Regions from separate parts of the Mus musculus genome. Here region 2 is linked to region 1. The links are chromatin contacts, called in public Hi-C maps. All regions are on one chromosome and are shown on one strand. The core of a region is the stretch at or near the end of the contact, and the rest is flanking DNA. Distances in the headings are between cores, read along the strand shown. Region 1 overlaps Wdr41 (WD repeat domain 41). Region 2 overlaps Pde8b (phosphodiesterase 8B).

What was found. A called contact is a pair of places that touch in the nucleus more often than the background predicts.
Region 2: a contact with region 1 is called in a Hi-C map of cortical neurons, with 1.9 times the contacts expected there. The contact joins two enhancer-like sites. A contact is called at or near these places in 1 of 484 Hi-C or Micro-C datasets (cortical neurons) and 2 of 9 other capture datasets (liver and pancreatic islet).

Annotation. Positions count from the first base shown.
Region 1 is chr13:95,014,940-95,020,201 of GRCm38.p6, reverse strand. Wdr41 (WD repeat domain 41) reads right to left here. Exons shown (of 14, transcript NM_172590.3): 10 at 4,987-5,171; 11 at 2,754-2,875; 12 at 1,997-2,085; 13 at 1,237-1,370. Among named protein-coding and RNA genes, the nearest start is that of Gm48350, 2.8 kb to the right of the region's middle. Within about 2 kb of position 2,066, at least 41 of the 459 cell types and tissues checked have an H3K27ac peak or open chromatin away from gene starts, as enhancers often do. A contact at or near this core is called in cortical neurons, where this site is marked.
Region 2 is chr13:95,155,318-95,160,579 of GRCm38.p6, reverse strand. The region is part of intron 1 of Pde8b (phosphodiesterase 8B); the gene reads left to right. Among named protein-coding and RNA genes, the nearest start is that of Pde8b, 65 kb to the left of the region's middle. Within about 2 kb of position 2,394, at least 9 of the 459 cell types and tissues checked have an H3K27ac peak or open chromatin away from gene starts, as enhancers often do. A contact at or near this core is called in cortical neurons, where this site is marked.

The sequences.
Region 1 (5,262 bases), core at 817-3,316:
AAGCAGATTCCATATGCTCAGTGGGTTCCCACTGTTGTAAAAGTAAAGCTCAAACTCGCTGGCCTTACTCTTTCAGGGTTGTTCTCTGATTAATGTCTGCCTATGGGAACCCAGTGAGTCTATCTGACCTGTCTGCTCTCTGCCACAGTGTAAGCATGAGCTAGGCCTGCCTTGCACCACACCATGCTCACCACCTGTGCTCTGCACCACAGCCACTCAGACCGAAACAAAGGTAAAAACGAGGCACTAGGCAATGTCACAGAGGAGGCAAAGACGAGCGAGACACAGCTCTGAGCAACAGGGAACGCACGGCGCCTTGGCTTTGTATCTATTAGGCTGGCAGAACCTTTGAAGCTCATCTCAAATACTCTCCCTCTGCAGACTTTGACAGAATACAGCAAGAAGTGTTTCCCTGAGCTGCCCTTTACCGGAGTCAGTCATGAGTAGCCTTGATCAACAGCTCAGTTAGGTCTTTTTCCTTCCTCTCCACAGAGGTAGAAAACCCAAGAGAACAAGGACTCCATTTTATAAAAATCTTCAGTGGCCAGTGTGGCTGCTGCTTCTAGTCATGAACACCCACCCAAACTAAAGGTAATTTGTTCCTCACGAGCTAAAACCAGGAAGAACAATTGAGGAAGTGCATTATCTTCACTGCTATCTGGTCACGCTGTAACCAGTTCCCATGGCCTCTGTACCGCCACCAATCCCTTCCTCCCTTACAAACAATAGTGCTTACTGTAAAATATTAGTGAGCTTGCAGTGCCACGAGTGAGACTCTTATGCACAGCTCCCAAACTTCACGATGCATACGGTAAGGTAGCAGGGGCCTATCAAACAGGCACTAACCAAGGGCAGATGGAGACAATATTCGGATTCTGAATTTGGTTATGATCCCTGGAACTAGAGTCTGTTGAGGCTTTTACCCTACACACAGAGCCCCAACACCGCACACTTCCTATTGATTCTTGTCAAGGTCACTAACACTGTCCTGTCATCAGCTCCCTCCTCCCATACAGTGTCCAGTAAGCCTGTCCTTAAACCAATACATTGCTTGCGTCCTCAGATCCTGTCTCTATGAAGGATGGTCCTAACTGCTTGTACTATCATTATCTTATTCGATATTCCTGTCTTGCAAAAGCCTGCAGCTGAGTGTGTGTGGGTCTTATGTAGAGCAACTGTATTCAAAAGAAGCATGGCACACGCACGAGCAAGCCCAGCCAGGCCTCCTGGAAGTACCTCGACAGACGATGAATGTCCAATGAGATCTCCGATGAGCTCCAGGGAACACGTGGTAACGTTTTCTTCCTGCTTTTTAACAGGCTGGCTGGCCTGTTTGTTTACTCTTCCAAATCCCCACATATTAAAAAATCCTACAAAAGGACATTCATTTCAGTCATTTCAAAAACTACCGTGCTCTTTCCTTACGGGAAGACAAAGTTTGAATACAATCATGTCTCACACTTGGTTTGTCGAGGGCTGAGCTGATGGCACAGGCACTGCTGGGGTCTGGGAATACATTATGTTGTGTTTTCCTAGTTCACTTAGCTTCTTCTCATCTCCTATGCTGCCCTATCCATCCACTAGTGGCAAGAAGACAGACATTGGAATGCAAGAGAAGTAAACAGCCTTGAAGGGTGTATGTAATCACCGAAAATCAGGAGAAAGGCACTTCAGGCTGGTGGGAGGTGCTTCCTGGTCATTTAGATTACATGAAAGTCACAGTTTTCTCTCAGAATATAAAACTGCAATTAATTCAGTTGAAATAATGGGACAGTTTTACACTGGCAAAAGACACTTGCTGTGAGTGTCTGATTCCTACGCAGAGCATATTCTATATGGTTCCTGTGGTTCCTCTTTACCACCTTTTGTTTTCCTGTCAAATGAGATGAGAAAGGAAGTGGAGAAGAAAGAGGGGAGAGAGGGAAGAGGAGGGAGGGAGGGAGGGAGGAGCCACAGAGGAGGGAGAGGACTGGCTTTAGTGGAGGAAGGCGCACACCTGTTGGGACTGGCTCAGCTGCCAGCTGCTGTTTTTCTCGGACCTCCCACATGCGCACAGCGCCATCTTCCGAGCATGAGATTAACTGCCTGTGAGAACAAAAGCCAAAGAGAAAAGGACCAAAGGAGAGTCTCAGGGGGCTAAGTGCTCATTGCCAAAACCATGGAAACCATCGGCCCTCCTCTGACTGCAGCCAGCTCGTGGCAAGGCCGACCGTCACAGGTTAACATGGCTTTACAGTTCAAACTGGAAGCATTTGCCAGCAAAGCACCCAGGACACTATAGGACACTGCTCAATGACAAAAAACTATCACCTCCATTTCCTATTTTTTATTTATAGGAGCTACGCGTAACGCTGCTCCGGGGCGACATCACCGGATCCTTAGCTGCCGAATCAACCCTCATTTAGGAGCCTCAGGATGTAATGGGCTTACTGTCTGATTTTAGCTGTAAACATACACCACCATAAAAAGAAACGAGTTTATAGAAAATATGAAAAAAGAAAAAATAGTACATTGTAGGTGACCGAGGCCTTTTACCTTATTAAATGACAATTTTAAATAAGCCCTTGGTGCTTCTGTAAACTTGTCATCTATTGCTACAGCTCTTTGGTTACAGTCAGTCATGGCACACTCTCTACTTGAAGAAGAATGCCAAGGTCAAGACATGGGGCCAGATAATTTGGCCACTGCAGAAATTACGCTGGTGACCCCGGGAACCGTGACTTTCATCTTTGCAGGAGAGATGGGACCAGTACCTGTTTGGAAGTTTATCGATGTGTAGGATGTTGGAATCATGTGCAGTTTTCTGGCAGGCAATCACACGCTTCAACTGTAGGTTATACACATATAACCCCCTTCCAACTGCAGCAAATATATTCTAGGCAGGGAGGGGGAAAAAGGTCAGAACTTGGCATAAAGCTCGTCTTCACTACCCAGTGTGATAGATTTCCTGCCCCTGTGTGACATCGGAAAGCCACTGTTACCTTTCCAACCTTCAGACAGAAATTACAGCCCTGCCCTCTCAAGCTCCCAATGTCAAAGCCACCAAGGAAAGGTTAGCACCTTAAGCAAGTAGGAAGAAAGCCCAATGGAGACGGCTCTGCACAGGGTGGCTCAGCCCTGCCTTCTCCTCTCTGGAGACCAGAGCTGCAGAAGCGGCGGCTGCTACCCTGGCCCTATGGAGGAAGGTGCAGAGGTGCGCCCTGGGCTTCCGCAGAGCACAGGGACCCTTGGGAATTTACTCGGCTGTTCTTGTCTGGAAATGAAGGCAAAATGACTCCCACCACACATCCTAAGCAAACACAAGGCCATACACAACCTGGAGGGGTGCATGCTGTAGTGGCACTATCCCAAAGTCAGCTGAAGAATTAAAAAGGCACTTTAAGAATTTAGAAAGTATTTTTGCTAATGCTCGCTTTACTTCAGCCTTACAGCATCTTGCTAAGTACAAAAGGAGGGCACTATTGCTACTTTCCAGATGGGCGAGTTAAAAGTGAAGAAATTGAAAGGCTGGTAAGGTGGCTCAGTGGGTAAAGGTGCCTGCTACCAAGTCTGATGACCCGAGTTCCAATCCTAGGAACCCCTGGGATGAAGAAGAGAACCAACTCTTGCAATTATCCTGACATCCACATGGGGATAAAAAGACAACGTGTGCACACACACACACACAGCACACACACAAACACACACACACACAGCACACATACACACATGCTATCTCTCTCACATACACACATGCTCTCTCTCACACACAGACACACACACACACATGCTATCTCTCTCTCATACACATGCACGCACACACACGAATATTTTTAAATTAAGGCAAAAAGAGATGGAGGAAGACACTCAGCAATGACCTTCAGCCTACAAACTCACACTCAGTGCTGGCTGCACACCGAATGCAAAATACCCACATAAACACACACACACAACACACAGGCAACATGCACACATAACACTCATGTGCACACACATGCACACACACAAGTGGCACAAAGAGTAGCACAAAGAAGAGAAAAGCACTCTTACTGCCAATGTTTAATGAAATGATAGCATGTGTAAGAGAAAGCACAGACTAAAGGGAAAGAAAGGATCCGTCAGCGCCTTGCTCCATGGCTGTGAACACTGAGAAAATAACTCCTTTAACACACGGGGCTCCCTGAGCCACCGCGGCTGAAAGGAAAGAGTTACAATTTGGGAATACACTGCTGGAGATCAGAGGCCAGGGGCAGCCGAGTGTGCAGCTATGTGTGGTGCTGGCTTTCCAGCACATGCTTCGGAAGCACTGAGGCCAGGCCCAGGAGCTGCTCTCACCCAGGCTATTAGAGCCAGCAAGGGAGACATCTCTCACCCAAGTTATTAGAGCCAGCATGCCAGCAACCTGGAAGGGAGACATCTCTCAACGTTTTAACATGCTCTCCTCTTTAGGAACTACACCAGAGTTTAAAACAAGTAAAACAGTAACCTCAAACACGATGGGGATTCCTTAATCCAGCCAAATAAGGTCTGTAATTTGCATTCTAACAATGCTCTTACATGCAAGATCAGGCTCAAGGATGAAAGGGCTTTCAAAAAAAAAGTGGTACAATCTTTGTAAGTTTGTCAAGCCATTTTAAAACTTGAAACCATAGGTAATAACCCTTCCATTGCTTTTTGTTCGGAGTGTTTGATGTGTGTGTGTGTGTGTGTGTGTGTGTGTGTGTGTGTGTGTGTGTGTTTGTGTGTGTGTATGTATGTATATGTGTGCATGTGTGTGTGGATGTGTGTGTGGATGTGTATGTGTGTGTGTGTGTGGATGTATGTGTGTGTGTGTATGTGTGTGTGTGTGTTCTCTCTACCCTATGGATCCTGTCCATTGAACTTCAGTTATAAGTGCTTTTGCACACTGAGCCCTCTCAACAACCCAGAATCATAACTTTTTATATCTAATATAGAAGGCTTTAAATACCAGATACTAATTTTATTTGCAACAATTATACTACCTACCTCTTCATCGCATGTGAAATGATTAATAGAAATATCATTTTGTTTTTGGAAGAGCTTTATTTCCTGCTGGGCATCCAGCTGTGCGGTCGGGCTCCAGAAGGTGCGCTCACAGGCCTGCACAGTCCAGTCCAGGGCATCCCAGATGAGCAGCTCGCCAACGTGGGAGCCAGTGACGAAACCTGTATCTAGGAAAAGTTCACAAATGCTCCATTACCAATCATGGTCTCTAGGCTAGAACTAAAAAATGTGTTAAGGTGACAAGCTAATCAGAAAGAT
Region 2 (5,262 bases), core at 1,145-3,644, 140 kb before region 1:
CATATCTTGGCCAACACTAGGTTTTTTGTTTTTTTTTTTTTTTTTTTTTTTTACCATCTACTTTAATACAGGGGAATGCCAATCCTATAAGTGTGAGTGAACCCTTACTCAAGGCTTGCATCAAGTGTGTACTCCTGGAACCAGCTTACTTTGAAGTGCTATGGAGTGGAGCCCACTCAGAGTAGCAGGTGGAGGAGGAAGCAGAAGGAGGTGTGGGATGAGCAGAGCTAAGTGCTAAGAAGTAGCCGGCGAATATATTAAAAGAGGAGACTCTGTCCATATTTATCACAATTTAAGTAGTTATTACTGTTCTAAAGACTAGTTGTATACTTATTTTTGACGTTTTTAAAATTAGAAGCAGAACTGTATAAAATAATGGGTTCCACTGAGACACTTCTGTAGATGAGTCAATTTTTTAATTGTTCATTTCTCACATTTGAAGTACTCTTTGGTGACATCCCCATTGTGAAGAAGTACTGTGGTCCTGCATCCTTAGAAGAACTCAGCTCAAATCTACTTGATGCCTCCACCCAGGAAGGAAAAGTTGATGATCTAAATCTGATGGGCTTGGCCTAGGGCTCCTAGCATCCATGGGTGCCCTGCTGGGAGATGGTATTGTCTCTGGGGGGGTCCTAGTTTCCATGAATGCCCTCCTGGGGGGCATCATTGTCTCTGGGGGGCCCTAGTTTCCATGGATGCCCTGCTGGGGGGCAGCATTGTTTCTGGGGGGTCCTAGTTTCCATAGATGCCCTGCTGTGGGGCAGCTTCATGGGGGGTGTCCTAGCATCCATGGGTGACCTGCTGGCAGACAGCATCATCTCTTGGGGTGGGGTCCTAGTTTCCATGGATGTCCTGCTGGGGGACAGCATTTTCTCTGGAGGGTCCTAGTATCCATGGTATTCCTGGTGTGGGCCATTTTTATCTCTGGGAAGGGGGTCCTGGCATTCCTAATGCCCTGCTGGGGGACAGAATCATCTCTGGGCTGGAAGGGCAGCAGACTTCCTTCCTTCCTTCCTTCCTTCCTTCCTTCCTTCCTTCCTTCCTTCCTTCCTTCCCTCCCTCCCTCCCTCCCTCCCTCCCTCCCTCCCTTCCTTCCTTCCTTCCCTCCCTCCCTCCCTTCCTTCTATTCTCTCTATTTGAGGATTTACTCAGTAACTTCCATTGTTGAATTTTACCTCCGGTGTTTGTAGTTGGCCATTTGTATATTCCAGGACCAACACGGCAATGCTTTGCAGTTGTTTCTGGGCACAGGTGGAACTGAGAAACATTTGTGTCGTTTCAGGCAAACATTCCCAGCCCAGCTTCTCGTTTCAGCTCTCCTAACGAAAATAACTGTCCTTTTTCTCAGTCTATTTACTGCCATTCACCCCCACCCCGTATCTATGTTCCTTGTTGCTGACATCATGTCTAAAATGGGCCCAAATGCAGGCCTAAAATACCATCTTCCCTTCTACGTGCAAGAAGGCCATGATGGACCTTCAGGGAAAATACCAGCGCAAGAGCACTCTGCAAGAGCAGGCTCTAGTGCTTTTGGCACTGAGCTCAGTGTTGATCAATCAGCAATAGTTGATGAGTTCTTTAAACAAAAGCAAGCATAAAACAAAGTTAACATATTGATCATTGGAGAAAATATAATGAGAGGCTTGCAACAACACACTCCCATAATATCTCAAGGAGCAAGGATTCAGTAGCTATGAATTCGGTTTTTGGAGTGACTTTGATGTAAAGATAAGCCACCAGCCAACTCATCGTGTAAATATACATGTTGTTCTGTAAGATCTCTTCAAGGGATTGACTCACAGCCTCTGTGTTGCAGAAATATCTTACTTGAATTTCTAACAGAACAGGGTCTCAGTCACTGTGAAAACAATTGGCTCACTGAAGACATCACCCTCATCTGACCTCTTCCTTGACCTTATGACATCACCCAATGCACCTGCCTTGAATAACAAGGGCTGTCAGTATCTCTTTCTTATCCTTGTTAATGCCTTGTGCTTGTAGGAACATGGCCCCCAGGATAAAGCATGGGCCTCTTGGATTCCTTGGATCTGTGTCTCTGGAGACGTTCACTTGACAAATGATGATGATCATGTGGTGCTGAGTTGAGCTTTGGAAAAAAACAAACCAAACCAAACCAAAAAAGAACAAGAGTCACCCCATGGCTCTTGTTCCAGGCATCCCACTTTGTGTGCTTGTCATGAGATTCTCCAAGTTGGCAATGTTTGATCACGCTGTGTCCTTTAAGCCCACCCGGGACATTTCCCCCTCATTCAGATTTACTTGCTGATCATTTGAGTGAATCACTCACTGGCTTCCCACTTACAGGGTTGGTACACTCTTAAAAATAGCAAGAAAAACAGCAGCAAACTCCCTGCCAATACCTGTGCTGACAGCCTTAGACAAAAGCAGCCCCCAGAGGCACTCAGAGAAGCCTCCCATGACAGTGAAAGGTACCGAGGGCAGACTCACGTCTGCCAGGATACAGAGAGTCAGTGCAGGTCGTGGGCCCAGCAAGGCATGTGTACCACCCCTCTAAGGCTGAGGGAACACTGTGGAAGAGAGGGCAGGAAGCATGTAAGAGCCAGAAGATGGGGTAAAGGGCTACAAACTGCCATTCCCTAGACTAGACACAGGTACAGCCACTACTATCTCAGATCCACAGGGTTGTTACACTGGGCCCACACGAGACAACTGGTCAAGTTAGGTAGGGGTTCACAGGGCTCTAGCCTTTACCTCTCTGAATTACAGATTATTGATAGTTTCTATGAGAGTGAATGGCTGCCATTAGTGCTATACACACTGATGAACCTGCCAGGTTCTAACCTTAAACCCATGGTCACATAGATGGTTCCAGTAACCTGGGTGGGTCATAAAACAATACAAATAGGCATGACCGTATGAGAAAAATTTTTGAGGAGATGAGGGTGAAAAGGGTCACTGAGCATGGCCTTCATGTATGATATTGTAAAAAAAAAAATGAAAAAACATGAATCAAAGACCTGCTTCATTTCTGAGTTTGTGGCTACTCCCCTGCACCAGCGGCAGTGGCGGACACCTGTACTCTTGAAGCGCTCCAGACTTGGATCCTGATCCGTGCTTCTGTCTCACAAGTCTCGCCAGTCGTCATGTTGACCCAATCCCCAGACAATGGGCATAATTAAGTCAACCTTCCCAGGGCTCCTTACCCTGTAGAAGAGACTTACCAAGAGATCACGAACGAGAGCAGTCAGGAGGAAGGTTCAGGGGAGGCCAGTGTCTATATGGTAATTGGGAAACCATTTAGTCAGAGATTAGAATTGGATGTTCCCTGATACACACATGGATGGGCAGATTCCTGGAAGAGATTATCTTTCAGAACAGTACGTGTTTATGTGCTGAATTAGCATGGTGATTATCCTTGTTCACCAGGTTACAAAAGCGATCAGCAGAAGGGTGGCTAGTTATCAGGAGTGGGAGAGCTAGTTGGGCAAAGGGTTGGCAACTGCCACTGCCATTAAATAACATCACTTGCTTTTTTTGGTCTTTAGTGTCCAGTTTCCTACTGTGTTACCCTTAACCTTCATTCCCACCACTACATGGTGCCCCAAGCACTGAGCCCTGTCTCTTAGGAGAGTGGATATCATGAGAATACTTGGATGGGGAATCCTAGAACATTTTTTTTGAACAACATGATGTAACCCCTAATAAAGGGAGTCTATGTTGCAAGGGGATATGTTTTAACTGCATTTAAATGCCCAGGCTCTGTACTTGTCATACTTGTCACAAGTCATTCTGGGTAACATACCACTAAGATCAAAGTCAGAGAACATGGCAGGCTATAGGAGACCATAAGTTCTTTTGGAAAGTCAATGGTGGCTAGTTGGGCACATGGCTCCCAATCATTGGTGGGGGTAAGCTCCCTAAAGATAAAGGGTTATTGAGTTGGTGATGGGGCCATCCAGGGAATGTAACCGTAGGCATCTTTCACATTTTAAGTTCAACTGTGAAATGCAAAAGGTAGTGATTGAGGTTGCAGGGGTAGCTAATTCTTTAGGAAGAGCAAGAGAAATGTTTTTGAAGGTAAGAAAGAATGATATTTAGGAAAAATTAAGTGTAGGAACACTTGCTTGGACATGACCTGGGAGCAGGTGAAAAGGAATGAAATCAAGAATGGGTAGAGGGGGAGGAAGGAGTAGAAATGTCTCTGCCTGCACACTCCCAAAGGTGTCCTCTACTCCCAATGATAGCCATCATGTCCAAAAGGTCGACCAGACACAAGATTGTCCTGAAAGGACATTTTTATAGCAGCCACTTCACATCCTGGGGGTGAGAAACCCAGGACTCAGTGTTGGTTATTCAGGTGCAGTGTGTAAGGTGAGTATAGTCAGTGCCACTGGAAGTTTGTTGTAGAACTAATGGGTGATCCTCAGACCTCCTAGGACTACCTGGGAGCACCATCTAGGAGCTTGATAGGTAAATACTCCATCACTGAGCTATATCCTTTAGAGCTCCACCTCCAGTCTTTGGGATTCTGTTAGAAACGTCAGCTCTCGATCCCATCTCAGATCATCTGAGCTAGGCTGTTTGACAGGAACTGGATCCAGGTGACAGGTACACAGGCGGCAGTCTCAGAACCCTTGTCTAGATCTCTGCTGTCCTTGGCTGTCAAGTGAGGCCAGAGGCCAGAAACAGAAGTATAGCCACACCCAGAGAAATAGGATGGGCTGTGTCACTAGAAAGTTTCTGGAAGTTGGAGGCATCTGCTAACTCCCAGCTTGTGGCTAACCTAGGTGATGGTTGCAGGAAAGATGGTATGATTGTACTTTCCAGAGTGAACGCCCAGGTGATCCCGGTTGACTCTGGCTTTTCTAATGGTTACTTGTCCTGAGAGTGTCCAACCATAGCCTGCTAGCCTTGACCGGGCCCTGTTTTACAGCATTAGGTACACATGCTTTCATTTATGTGTGACATAATCTTTCAAACACCTGATGACAGAGTGGTCTCTTCTGAGAAGCCATCCACCATCTTGTTTGGGCCACCTTCCCTATGCACCTTCCTCCATCCCAAGTTGTTATGCTGTGAGTGGTAGATGGGCTTTTGGCAGACATTGGTCAGGAGGAGCTGCAGTAGACAAGTGAGCTTCCTGGAGATGGCCCCCTGCTTTGCATGTCTGTGATGGGTGAATCCTGGAAAGGCATGGCCCCAGGGCCTTTGTGCCAGGATTGCTCTTGCTCTTGATGTACCTTCTTATGTTTGCCATTGCTGTGTTCCTCATTGTTCTGA